Regions from separate parts of the Mus musculus genome. Here all the other regions are linked to region 1. Evidence: chromatin contacts called from public Hi-C and HiChIP or PLAC-seq data. All regions are on one chromosome and are shown on one strand. The core of a region is the stretch at or near the end of the contact, and the rest is flanking DNA. Distances in the headings are between cores, read along the strand shown.

Region 1 (3,421 bases), core at 242-2,741:
AGCCTCCCCTTGCACCCACCCATGCACCTGGCCTGTCACTTATGACCTGTGCACCTTGTCACCCCTCGGACATAGTCCAGCAAGCACAGCAGCAGCCAAGAGCCCCACTGAGGCTGTAGACTTATGCCTCAGGACTGCCCTGGCCCCTGAGCCTCAGCGCCACCCTTCTCCTCAGGTCTGTATACCCTGCCAAGTGATAGGACAGGACCCACCCAGGTGCTTCCTGGAGGTGGAAGGGCATGAAGGAGTAAAAGCCAGCACAGCCCTTCCTGTGTTGTTCCAACGTGGAGTCAGGGCAGGGATAGGAACTATGCATCCAGGCTATAGGCACCGCGTATCCCAGGCATTGAAAGTCTCAGCTACTGGCTGAGTGTAGAAGGAACGGGTGGGCACTGATCCCTAGGCAAGGACCATGGCTTTCTGGACCCACCTCTGGGCAGCGTGTGAAACGTGAGCTCCTCCAAGCTCCAGCCCTTTACTTGCCTGCCAGTGACTTTGAAGCCCTACCTAGCCCTCAGCCCCGCAGCCTAACAGAAGCCTAAAACCTTCCCTCCAGGACCAGAAGTCGCTGCTGACCTAGGGGAGGTGGTCTGGCAAGCCATGGGCTCCTGCCTAGGGTTCAGTTTGCCCCAGTGGGAAAGATACAACAAGATTCTATGAATATTATGATGGGTGGAGACCAAGGCTGGGAGATTACACCCCTCTTCTAGAACCTTCTGTTCCCTTAGGATCAAAGCCACCACTGGAGCCTCTAAGGGCTGCTAAGACTCTGTGTGCAAGTGACCACTCCCTCCCAGCTTCATAGCTCTGCAGACTACGCAGCTGACCCTACCAAGATGGCTTCCCCTTCCTCTACCCATCCAGGCAGCCCCGTCCTGTGGCACCTCCCTCTATCCACTCCGGAACCCTGCCCTCACTTCTCATCTGGGCTGGCTGGATCTGTCACTAGGCACCCACTTCTTCCTCTACTGTTTCTCACACCCAGTGTGAGCTCTGAGGGCCCGGGGGGTCTCCTGCACACAGCCCTCCCTGGTCATCGATGTCAGAATGGCTGTTGAGTGGATGCTCGAGAAAGCACTGTGGTATGACTGAAGTGGATGACAGACATGAAGAGCAGAGGGCTAGAGGGAACTCCTGGCAGAGCAAACAGCCCTGCACAGCCTCAGCCCCAGAGACATTCAGCCCTTGCTGACCAGAGACCATCCTCTGCCAGCTGTCTGTGGTTACACCTGCCTGGATGTCCTAAGCCCCTGGCTGCTGCGACTGGACGGGACCCACCCAGCAGATCTTTCTTCTCAGAAACTGGCCGAGCTGTTCTAAGACAACCCATAGCCTTGGGCCAGAAGCCAACCCTGCCCCCCTCCACTCTTCCTGGTCCGAACAGCTGTGGCTCACCCCTCTGTCTAGGGAAGGTGTGGTATCTCCGACCCCACCACCACCCCTCTCCCGCCCCCAGGCTCCCTCCACCCCAACCCCGCCCCCCTTCCTCTAGGCAGCCAGGCCAGCAGGGGTTGGGAGGGAGACCGCTCCGCCCCCACCCCTCCCACCCCTCTGCCTGTGTCCAAAAGCAGCTGGCTGGCCTGACGTCAGGCCCTGGGAAGGCACTGTCTGTGGGTCCACAGACCTAGAGCTTCAGGGGACAGGCTCATCCCAGAGGAAGGTGCGGCAAGAGCGGGTGAGTTCCCCAGGCACTGCTGCCTCCTGCACCCCTGTGCACAGAGCGGGCTATTCGTATTGCCCAGTTGGGTGACTTAGGAAGAAGAGAGGGGGTGAGAAACAGGACCAAGAAGCAAGCCCAGTTCACAGCCCTCTGCCACAGAGACAGTCGCAGAGATGTAAAGAGTTTGGAGGGGAGAGGGGCAGAAGTGGCACCCTCCCTGCCCCGTGGGGTTGCTCTCTATTCTCCCAGTGACCCTCACCCACCTTGCCCACTCTGGATTTCATTCATGAAACCGATCACACACTTGCGCATCCGCTGCTGAGTCCAAAGCCAAGGGCTCAGTTTCCTCTCCTGTCCAGGAAGGCACTTGGGATGGTCCCACAGACCAGGCAAACAGCATTTGATGAGCTCTGGGTCCCTAACCACTAGCACCAGGAGGGGACAAGGCTTGGAAAAGCATCCACTTTCTCTACAAGGAACCACATCTGCCCACCCCTGGCTCAAGGTCTCTGCCCTAGTCCAGGTCCTTCCTCTACCTCTTTGGGAGTGGGGAAACTGAGGCCCATTGCTGGATTTTCTGCTCAGCCCGCAACAGGACCCCCAAGCTGATGCTTCCGGACTGAGCTTCCCTGGTGTAGCTGCCCTGTGAGAAGGCTGTAGAGCAGGGTCCCGAGGGGGCTGGCTGGCTGGGAACTGGCTGGTGGCCAGAGTGGCTGGCGGGGGCAGGCTGTGGAGCAGCTGGGTAGCCTCAGGCAGGACGGAGACAGAGGCTGGTGGAGGGAAAGCATAGCCCGCAGAGGTTACCTGCCTTTGCCTGCCTCTGTGTGCTGCCCCAGAGCAACAGGCTGCCAGGGGGTTGCCTGGCTGTGTGTCTGCTGAGTAGGTCTTTCTGCAAGCACGGTGGGAACAAAGGGAGCTGTGCTTCCTCCTGGGATTCTTCAGGGGATTTCTTCAAACCTGTACAAGATAGTGTGAGATGGGGTTGGCTATGGGGTCTTTCCTGTTTGTTGCTTGTTTTGTGGTAAGGCCTCAATCTACATCCCAGGCTGCCCTGAAACTCTATTAGCTTGATGTCTTCATAGCTTAGGTTGCAGTGTTCTTCCTGAGTCAGCTTTCAAGGGCTGGCTTTAGAGAGTGTGTGCATCAGACCCATTTCCAGTGGGTTTGGGGGGTAGGGGTTGTTTTGTGTTCCTTGGTTTGGTTGGTTGGTTGGTTGGTTGGTTGGTTGGTTGATTGGTTGGTTATAGTTCTTGAGACAGGATCTCCTGTAGCCCAGGCTCACTGTGTTACTCAGACCTCAAACTCACAGTAATCCCCCTGCTTCTACCTCCCAAATTCGGATATTGCACTCTCACTAGCTCCAGTCCAGCCAGATACCACGCAAATAAAAACAGGGAGGCAAATGAACAAGACACTGCCACACAGAACGGAACACAAACTAGGGAAGGTGATTGTCCCAGCCACGCCCTCGAAGGAGGTGAAGCAGGTCCAAAGATGTCTGAGTAAGATTCCTTCCATAGGTCTAGTCAAAACCAAGGCAACAGTGTACCTAGGTTGCCCCAGCTCTCCACTGCATATTGGACCACACAGTGACTACCCTGGGGCTTTGAATGTGTCTGTCCAGCCTTCCCCTCCACTACTCTCTTAGATGGGTCTCCTGGCCCTGCTTCCACTCCAGATGTGAGCTGTATGAGGAGGGACCAACTCAGCCTAAATCCCTTAAGACCCCAGTGCTGGGGTTTGAGTCGGATCTAATGCCTG
Region 2 (3,421 bases), core at 276-2,775, 54 kb before region 1:
ACCCACCTGGCCTTCCATAGCACCTGCCCTTCCATACATACATACATACTCACATACATATGCACATACATACATACATACATATATACATACATACATATATACACCTGTCCATGAATGAAGTCATCCATCTACCCATTCCTCCACCCTTCCACCTACCCATCTATTCACCAACCCCACCCAACCAGACTAGACCCCAGACTCAAGGGCAAGACAGGGGCAGAGGCTCAGGTCAAGTACCCCAGGTGAAGCCGGGTGAAGGGGGCAGACCTGTGCCTTCCACCCACCGCCCACTACCTTCCCTATAGGAAAGCCTGCTCCAGGGTCAGCTGCCAGCCTTCCTCAATGGCCTCTTCCAAAAGAACGAGGCAGTGGTGGTAGGCATTATGGGCATGGTCTCGGATGTACTGCACCGCCTAGGCACACAGGGCGCAGGCGCACAGAGTCTCAGCATCGCTGTCAACACCCGCTACTTCTTTGATGACGTGAGAATAGAGCCAGGCGTGGCTGGGTGTGCTTTCCTGGGCCCTCCCCGCCCCTCCCTTGGGCCTCAGGACCCCTTCTGCCTTCTCACTGTACCTGGGCACTGAACCCAAGGCAGCTGCCAAGCTGTGAGCCCACGGGTGCACCAGATCTAGCCAGGGGTCCACCAGGTGGTGCTCAGCCTTCTTCATGGCTGAAGAGTGCCAAGTCACACTTGTCCAACCCCTCTGGGAATAAATCACCCAGCTACCTTCATGATCAGGGTGACAGTGGGCACCAGAGGACAAGATAATTCCATGTGAGGATGGCCTGAAGCCTTGTCTGGGAGAAAGCCTGAGTCCAAGGGAGGAGAAACAACTTTATCCCAGGCCCCTGAACCTGTCTGATGGAGTCTGAGGAGATAAAAGGACTCCAAGCTAGGAAACACTAGAACCTAAGTTCCTGCGTCATAGGAACAGGACAAAGTTCGAGCAGCAGCTATGTCACTATTTGGGGATCTGGTGGCGACGGTGGCAGACAGGGAGCTGAGCGGCATGCGGACCCAAGTATGCCAGAGTATGGTGCCTTTGCTCCTGCACCTGAAGGACCAGTGTCCAGCTGTTGTCATGGTCAGTGCCAACCTGCAATCCCTTTGATCTTGGCAAAGGGACAGGGAAGCCAGGTCGGGCTACCCACAGGGCTCCCCAGATCACCAATCCCTCCCACACACACTGCCGTATTCAGCCAGCCAGATCTGTGGGTCTACCAGCTACAGAAGAGCATGGTGGGACACAGACCAACAGTGTGCCTGCTGATTCATGAATACAGCCTGCCTTACCATGCTCCACTCTCTGGAGTCCCTGACATCGGGGGAGGGGACAACAGTAGCCAACAAGCTCAGACAGAGCTGGGTATCTCCCTGTCTTCCACAGGGCACTGTGACCCTCGGGTCACTTCCACTCCCCGAGACCACAGCAGCTTCCCAGACACCAGCACAGCAGGCTGCTGGGCTGTTTACTGCAGCTGTGGTCTCGGGGAGTGGAAACCCCAGGGCTCAGTCACCCATGGGTAGTGGGTGACCCCTCCTATGGCTGTCTCCGCAGCAGGCCAAGTTCACGTTCTACCGCTGTGCTGTGCTGCTCCGTTGGCAGCCACGGCACACCCTCTTCTGCACTCTAGCCTGGGAGACCGGCCTCAGCGCCCGCCACTTCCTCTGGACCTTCCTGGTGAGGGACCAGGGTACAGGGTCAGTAGTGGGGGCCTGAGATAGATAGATGCACACCCCCCCCCGTGGACTCCCCTTCCCAGGGAAGTGAGGCTGGCAGGGTATAGGTCAACAGTCCCTGAGGCCAATGGCAGTGACAAGAGAGCTCTCCTCTGGCCAGATGACCCGCAGCCAGGAGGAGTTCAGCATCCACCTATCACAGGCCATCAAATGCCTACACAGCCGTCACCACCACATCAAGACCTGGGCAGCTCTTTTTATAGGTGGGCAGCATGGGCCGACCAGGCTTGAAGCCCTTGTTTCACCCAGACCACCCACCACGAGGGTGGGAAGGAGGGCCTGAGTCTGAGCAGCCCCCACCCAATAGCCATGACTCTCTCTCCATCTTACGCAGGGTACACCACCTGCAACCATCCCCAGGCAGTGTCACAGATGATAAATGACAAGGACATCCAGCTGTTATCCTCCAGTAAGTGGCCCACACCTTGGGCCTGTCTCCATCCCTCCCAGCTTCCTGGAGCATGGCCATCTCAGATGGTGGCACAGACAGGGACCCGAACCTCCTGAAGAGACCCCACCCCACCAAGGCACTCCATGCTGGTCAATGGCTAGAAAGGGCCCTCTGAGCCTCCTACCCAGATGGAACCAGAGTTGGTGGTGGAGGATTACTCCCAAGCCAGGGTCACCTCTGACCTGACTTGTCCTTTCTCTCCTGAAGCTTTTAAAGACCTCAGAAAGAACCCAGAACCCGGCATCTGGGAATACACCACCAGACAGCTCTCGTTCTTTCGGAAGGTGTCAGCAAAATCCAAGAAGTGACTTTGAGCCATTCTCCCTACCTTTACCTCCCCCGACCCCCAGAACAGCCCTGTCCAGAGAGCTTGGTTGTATAACATTTTTTTCACTTGAAAGAAAAATCTAGATTCAAAACAAAAGAAAAACCAAAAAAAAAAAAAAAAAAAAAAAAAAAAAAAAAAAAAAACCAAAACTGTACTAACTGCCAGCTTCCTGCCTGCCACCCTTGAGCCCTCTGCTGTACCCCAGCCAAGCCCTTAGAAGATGCTGGCAAGACTCCAGGACACAGGCAGTGACAGACAAGGAGAGGCTGGGCAGGGACAACCTGGAAGCTCTGTGGTAGACTCTGCTGATGATAGCTCAGGGGTGGGATTGACTCCACATGACCGGAGCCCAGGCCATAATGTCCACCGCTGAGCGGGAGGAGCGGGGCCTGAAAGGAAGGTCTTCCAGAGTCCAGAGGTGAGAGCTCTACATGGGCTGTGGAACCAGTAAAGTGACTAGCATCACCGCAGGCCTCTCTACCCAGGGCAGCATCTTCCTCCAGCAGGGCCCACCAGCCAGCCCCAGACAAAGCCCAAGAGTCCAGAAGAGGGTACCTAACTCCCTGAGAGCCCCTCCCCCACCCCCACCCATCCCTTCTCAGGCAGACCCTCCCCCTCAGTCCCTATTTAAGAAATGGCAGACAGAGCCAGGCATGGTGGCACACGCCTTTAATCCCAGTACTCAAGAGGCAGAGGTAGGCGGATTTCTGAGTTGGAGGCCAGCCTGGTCTACAGAGTGAGTTCCAGGACAGCCTACACAGAGAAACCCTGTCTCGAAAAACCAAAAAAAAAAAGAGAGAGAGAGAGAGAGAGAGAGAGAGAGAGAGAGAGAGAAGGAAGGAAAGAAAGGAAAGAAAGAAAGAAAGAAAGAAAGAAAGAAAGAAAGAAAGAAAGA
Region 3 (3,421 bases), core at 507-3,006, 54 kb after region 1:
GCCCAAGAAAAGCAAGGGTCAGGAGGTTTTGATCACAAAGGTGAGAGGGAGGAGAGACAGCTCCAAGTGATGCGAGGTCTTGTCCTAAGAGATGGATTCCTGGCTGAGGGCTGTGACCCCATAGGGAGGAGCACCCTGGAGACTGCAGTGCCTTGTTGATGCCAGCCAGTGGGGCGGTCCCATACATAACCTGTCTTCACCCTTCATTCTTAGAGCTGTGCCAGGTGCCTCACCCTGTCACCTGCTGTGGGCGGCTGGCTCCCTGCCTCCTCTCCAGGTCACCCTGGTCATTTGGTTCATGGCTGCAGCTTCTGAGGCCAGACTCTTCCCTTGCTCCTGCTCCTCTTGACAGGGTGACCTAGATATGTGGTGCTGTGCTACACTCCCTCCCACCCCCACCCCTTTCCCTATAGGCCTGGAAGCTGCTTGCAAAAGCTAGACAGCCTTCCTGGGTTCAGATCCTTGCTCGGCCACTTACCCACTGTCTGACCCCAGGCCTGATATTCGGTTCCTGTTTCCTCTTCTACAGAGGGGCACCAACAGCACTGGATTGCTATGTGCTTAAGGCAGCTTGTTTGTGGTTGGAGATGGTATCCTACCCTTGAACTCATGATCCTGCTCCTGCCTCTGAGTGCTGGGATGATGGACCTGTGCCGCTGGCTCACCATGCCTGGCTTGTAAGGTGGCTTTGATCACACAGGGCCTAAGCTGTTGGTTGGTTGGTTGTTTGGTTGTTTGGTTGGTTGTTTGGTTGGTTGGTTGGTTGGTTGATCGGTTGTTTTTTTTTTTGAGACAGATATTCTCTGTGTAGCCCCGGCTGTTCTAGAACTAGACATCTGCCTGCCTTTGCCTCCTGACTATCTGGCTGACACCTGAGTCCTTAATTCTCCTGCTTCCACCTCCCCTAGGATTATAATTAAACAGCACAATGAACATCTTTTTGTTGCTGTCAATTGTTTTTTTTTATCACATTTTTCACGATGTAGCCCAAGCTAGCCTCAAACTTTCATGGACCCACAGACACTCACTATCAAGTCTGCTTTATCTGAGGGACCGTCTGATGCTGATGCTGTCCTGAACTTCCCTGGGCCTCAATGGGACCGTCCTTCATCATCCTTTCCTGGTGTCCTCACTGCAGAGCTGGAGCTATGGGGACATTTTCTTCTCACTTCACAGATGGAGAAGACGGCTTAGGGAAGGACTCGTCTGGCATGCAGAGGCAGTGGAAGGAATTCAAACTTCCACGAGAAGTCATGTGATTCCCCAGGTATCCATACGACCTGGGGATCACCCTGGAAATTATGTGACTATACTCATGTCATTTGGTCCCAAATGGCCCCATGACCTTGGAAAGATTTGTGGACTCCTAAGGATTTCAGTAATCTCTGCTTTGTGGCCAATTCTGGAGCCTAAAGTCCTGACTGACCTAGCTCTGCCCAAGACTGAGGTTTTTTTTTTTTTTTTTTTTTTTTTTTTTTTTGAGGTTCCTTATTGCCAAGACCCCTGGACCTCTGACCTGCACGTTCAGGGCTTGTGGGAGGCTAGAGGTCTTTACCTTGCTGGAGGGAGATCTTGGCCTCAGAGTCTAGGCTCACTCACTCTCTTCTTAGGGAGTTGCCCCACTCCGTGGGGTTCCCACCCACTTCATTCCAGATGGGGCTTATAGCAGGGGGGAAGCAGAGAGGGGGGATGCTTCTCCAGGGTACATGCTTTGAAGGGCACTTAAACAAGGCTAGCTGGGGTGAGGGTTTTAGAGCATACTGGATGGAGCTGAACTATTTAGCCCTGGAGCAGAGAAAGGGGCGTGGCTCACAGGGGTTGTTCAAAATCTTTGGCAGTTAAATTAGCATGCTAATTGAGACAATGGGGAACTGGAAAATAGGAATTTTTTAAGGTGTTCACTTTTTTTTTTTTAAGCTTGGACTGGGCATGGTAGTACATGTCTGCTATGATCTTGGCACTCTGGAAACAGAGTCTGGAGTATCAAGAATTTGATGCCAATCCTGGTTTACCTAGTGAGTTTGAGGCCTTCTGGGCTGTGAGAATCCCTGTCTCAAAACAAATGAGAGCAAACAGTTGTATGAGCAAAGGTGCTTACCCAGGGACTGTGTAGTCAGGTCACAGCCTATGCCTTCTCTCTCTGCCCTCTTCAGAACCACCTGTCCCATGCTCAGAAGCAGGCAACAGTACTCTGAGTGAACTTACCTTCGGATGTAAAGGGATCTGGCAAGGTAGCAAGGGGCCTCAATTAATAAGTGGGTGTGCTTGTTGCTACTGTTGTTCTTATTGTTGTTGTTGTTTTGTTTAGTTGTCTGTTTCGTGACAGAGTCTCACTCTGTGGCCCAGACTGGCCTCCTACTCTCGATCCTGCAGCCTCAGCTTTAGCCTCCGGGGGCCGGGATTACAGGCGTGGATCTCCACACCCAGTTCTTTATTGAATTTTAATCATAGTACAATCTGAGCCATCCTAATTTACGCAGGGCTTCAATGTGCTTCACCTCCCTCCCCTCCCGGGAACCCACAAGTCCAAGGTTATCGCTTATCAATCTGAAGCTTTCCCCGCTGCAGAGAAGCCAGACGTTTCCCCCAGGAGAGTTCAAAGGGTATCAGGACAGTCGTCCTGAAGAGTCAGAGGAGGGTCTGTGGAAGGGCAGATGGGACAGGCCCTCAGGAGTGTGCCCTAGATGCACGTAGGCATCCGTACCTCTCAACAGCCTCCATCAGTTTTCCCTTGGGGCCATCCTGCCCTCAATCTTCAGCAGTTCCTGCAAGCAGAGAGGATACTCAGATTAGACGTACCCCCGCCCCCATTTACCTTCTCTGTCTATGAAATGGGATCATACCAGTGCCCAAAGTACAGAAGACTAAGGGCAGGGTGTGGGTAGATATGAGTGGGTTAAGTCCATCTCCTTTTCTGCTGAGTACTTCTTGGGTTTTGCCAAGCGTTGTCCTCCCCTCTGCTGTGGTCCAGCAGGTTTGCTATGCACTCCAGAGGCGGGAGTCTCCTCTCTCTTAGCACAGGCTGAGGAGCAGTTCAGGGAAGACCACCAGTTGGTAGCTGTCTTGATTAACGCAGGGTGCAGTGCAGACATCCTTATTGAAAGGGCCCTCATTTCCTCATGGGTCAAGGCACAGAGATGGGCAGGGAAGGAAAGACACCTTACAACAATAGACAGAATCCTCCCTTCCTGCATCTGCCATCTTGCTGACTGGACACCTAATGAGATGTGACCCAGAGGTGAGTCTTGTCTGGGTCAGCTATACTGTACAGAGGCAGGTACAACTTCTTGGGCCTTCTTGTCTCAAGAGGAACACACACACACACACACATAGGGCCGAAAATGGAAAGGACGTAGGTAGCAGGCCTCCTCGGGTAAGAGAGCAGACAGCAATGAAGCTATCGTGGCACTCCAGGCTCCCA

What was found. A called contact is a pair of places that touch in the nucleus more often than the background predicts. HiChIP or PLAC-seq counts read pairs in DNA pulled down with a chosen protein or histone mark.
Region 2: a Hi-C map of B cells shows a contact between it and region 1, with 2.6 times the contacts expected there. The contact joins the enhancer-like site here to the promoter of Gpr20 in region 1. A contact is called at or near these places in 1 of 39 promoter capture datasets (neutrophils), 2 of 15 datasets of contacts at CTCF or cohesin (embryonic stem cells and large pre-B cells), 95 of 484 Hi-C or Micro-C datasets (the AML12 cell line, B cells, the Ba/F3 cell line and 63 more), 11 of 115 datasets of contacts at active chromatin or transcription factors (the 230-238 cell line, the HPC-7 cell line, bone marrow-derived dendritic cells and 7 more) and 2 of 9 other capture datasets (adipose tissue and pancreatic islet).
Region 3: an H3K27ac HiChIP or PLAC-seq map of embryonic stem cells shows a contact between it and region 1, with 12 read pairs. The contact joins the enhancer-like site here to the promoter of Gpr20 in region 1. A contact is called at or near these places in 12 of 39 promoter capture datasets (the 3T3-L1 cell line, the C10 cell line, the HPC-7 cell line and 9 more), 2 of 15 datasets of contacts at CTCF or cohesin (embryonic stem cells and pro-B cells), 25 of 484 Hi-C or Micro-C datasets (B cells, the HL-1 cell line, LSK cells and 10 more), 6 of 115 datasets of contacts at active chromatin or transcription factors (double positive thymocytes, embryonic stem cells and intestinal villus epithelium) and 3 of 9 other capture datasets (adipose tissue, liver and pancreatic islet).

The regions. Positions count from the first base shown.
Region 1 is chr15:73,705,575-73,708,995 of GRCm38.p6, reverse strand. It overlaps Gpr20 (G protein-coupled receptor 20), which reads left to right and starts at 1,491. Exons shown (of 2, transcript NM_173365.2): 1 at 1,491-1,675.
Region 2 is chr15:73,759,290-73,762,710 of GRCm38.p6, reverse strand. No RefSeq gene overlaps it. Among named protein-coding and RNA genes, the nearest start is that of Ptp4a3, 13 kb to the right of the region's middle. Within about 2 kb of position 1,525, at least 26 of the 459 cell types and tissues checked have an H3K27ac peak or open chromatin away from gene starts, as enhancers often do. A contact at or near this core is called in B cells, the P5424 cell line, granulocyte-monocyte progenitors and 3 more, where this site is marked.
Region 3 is chr15:73,651,341-73,654,761 of GRCm38.p6, reverse strand. No RefSeq gene overlaps it. Among named protein-coding and RNA genes, the nearest start is that of Slc45a4, 28 kb to the right of the region's middle. Within about 2 kb of position 1,756, at least 10 of the 459 cell types and tissues checked have an H3K27ac peak or open chromatin away from gene starts, as enhancers often do. A contact at or near this core is called in embryonic stem cells, where this site is marked.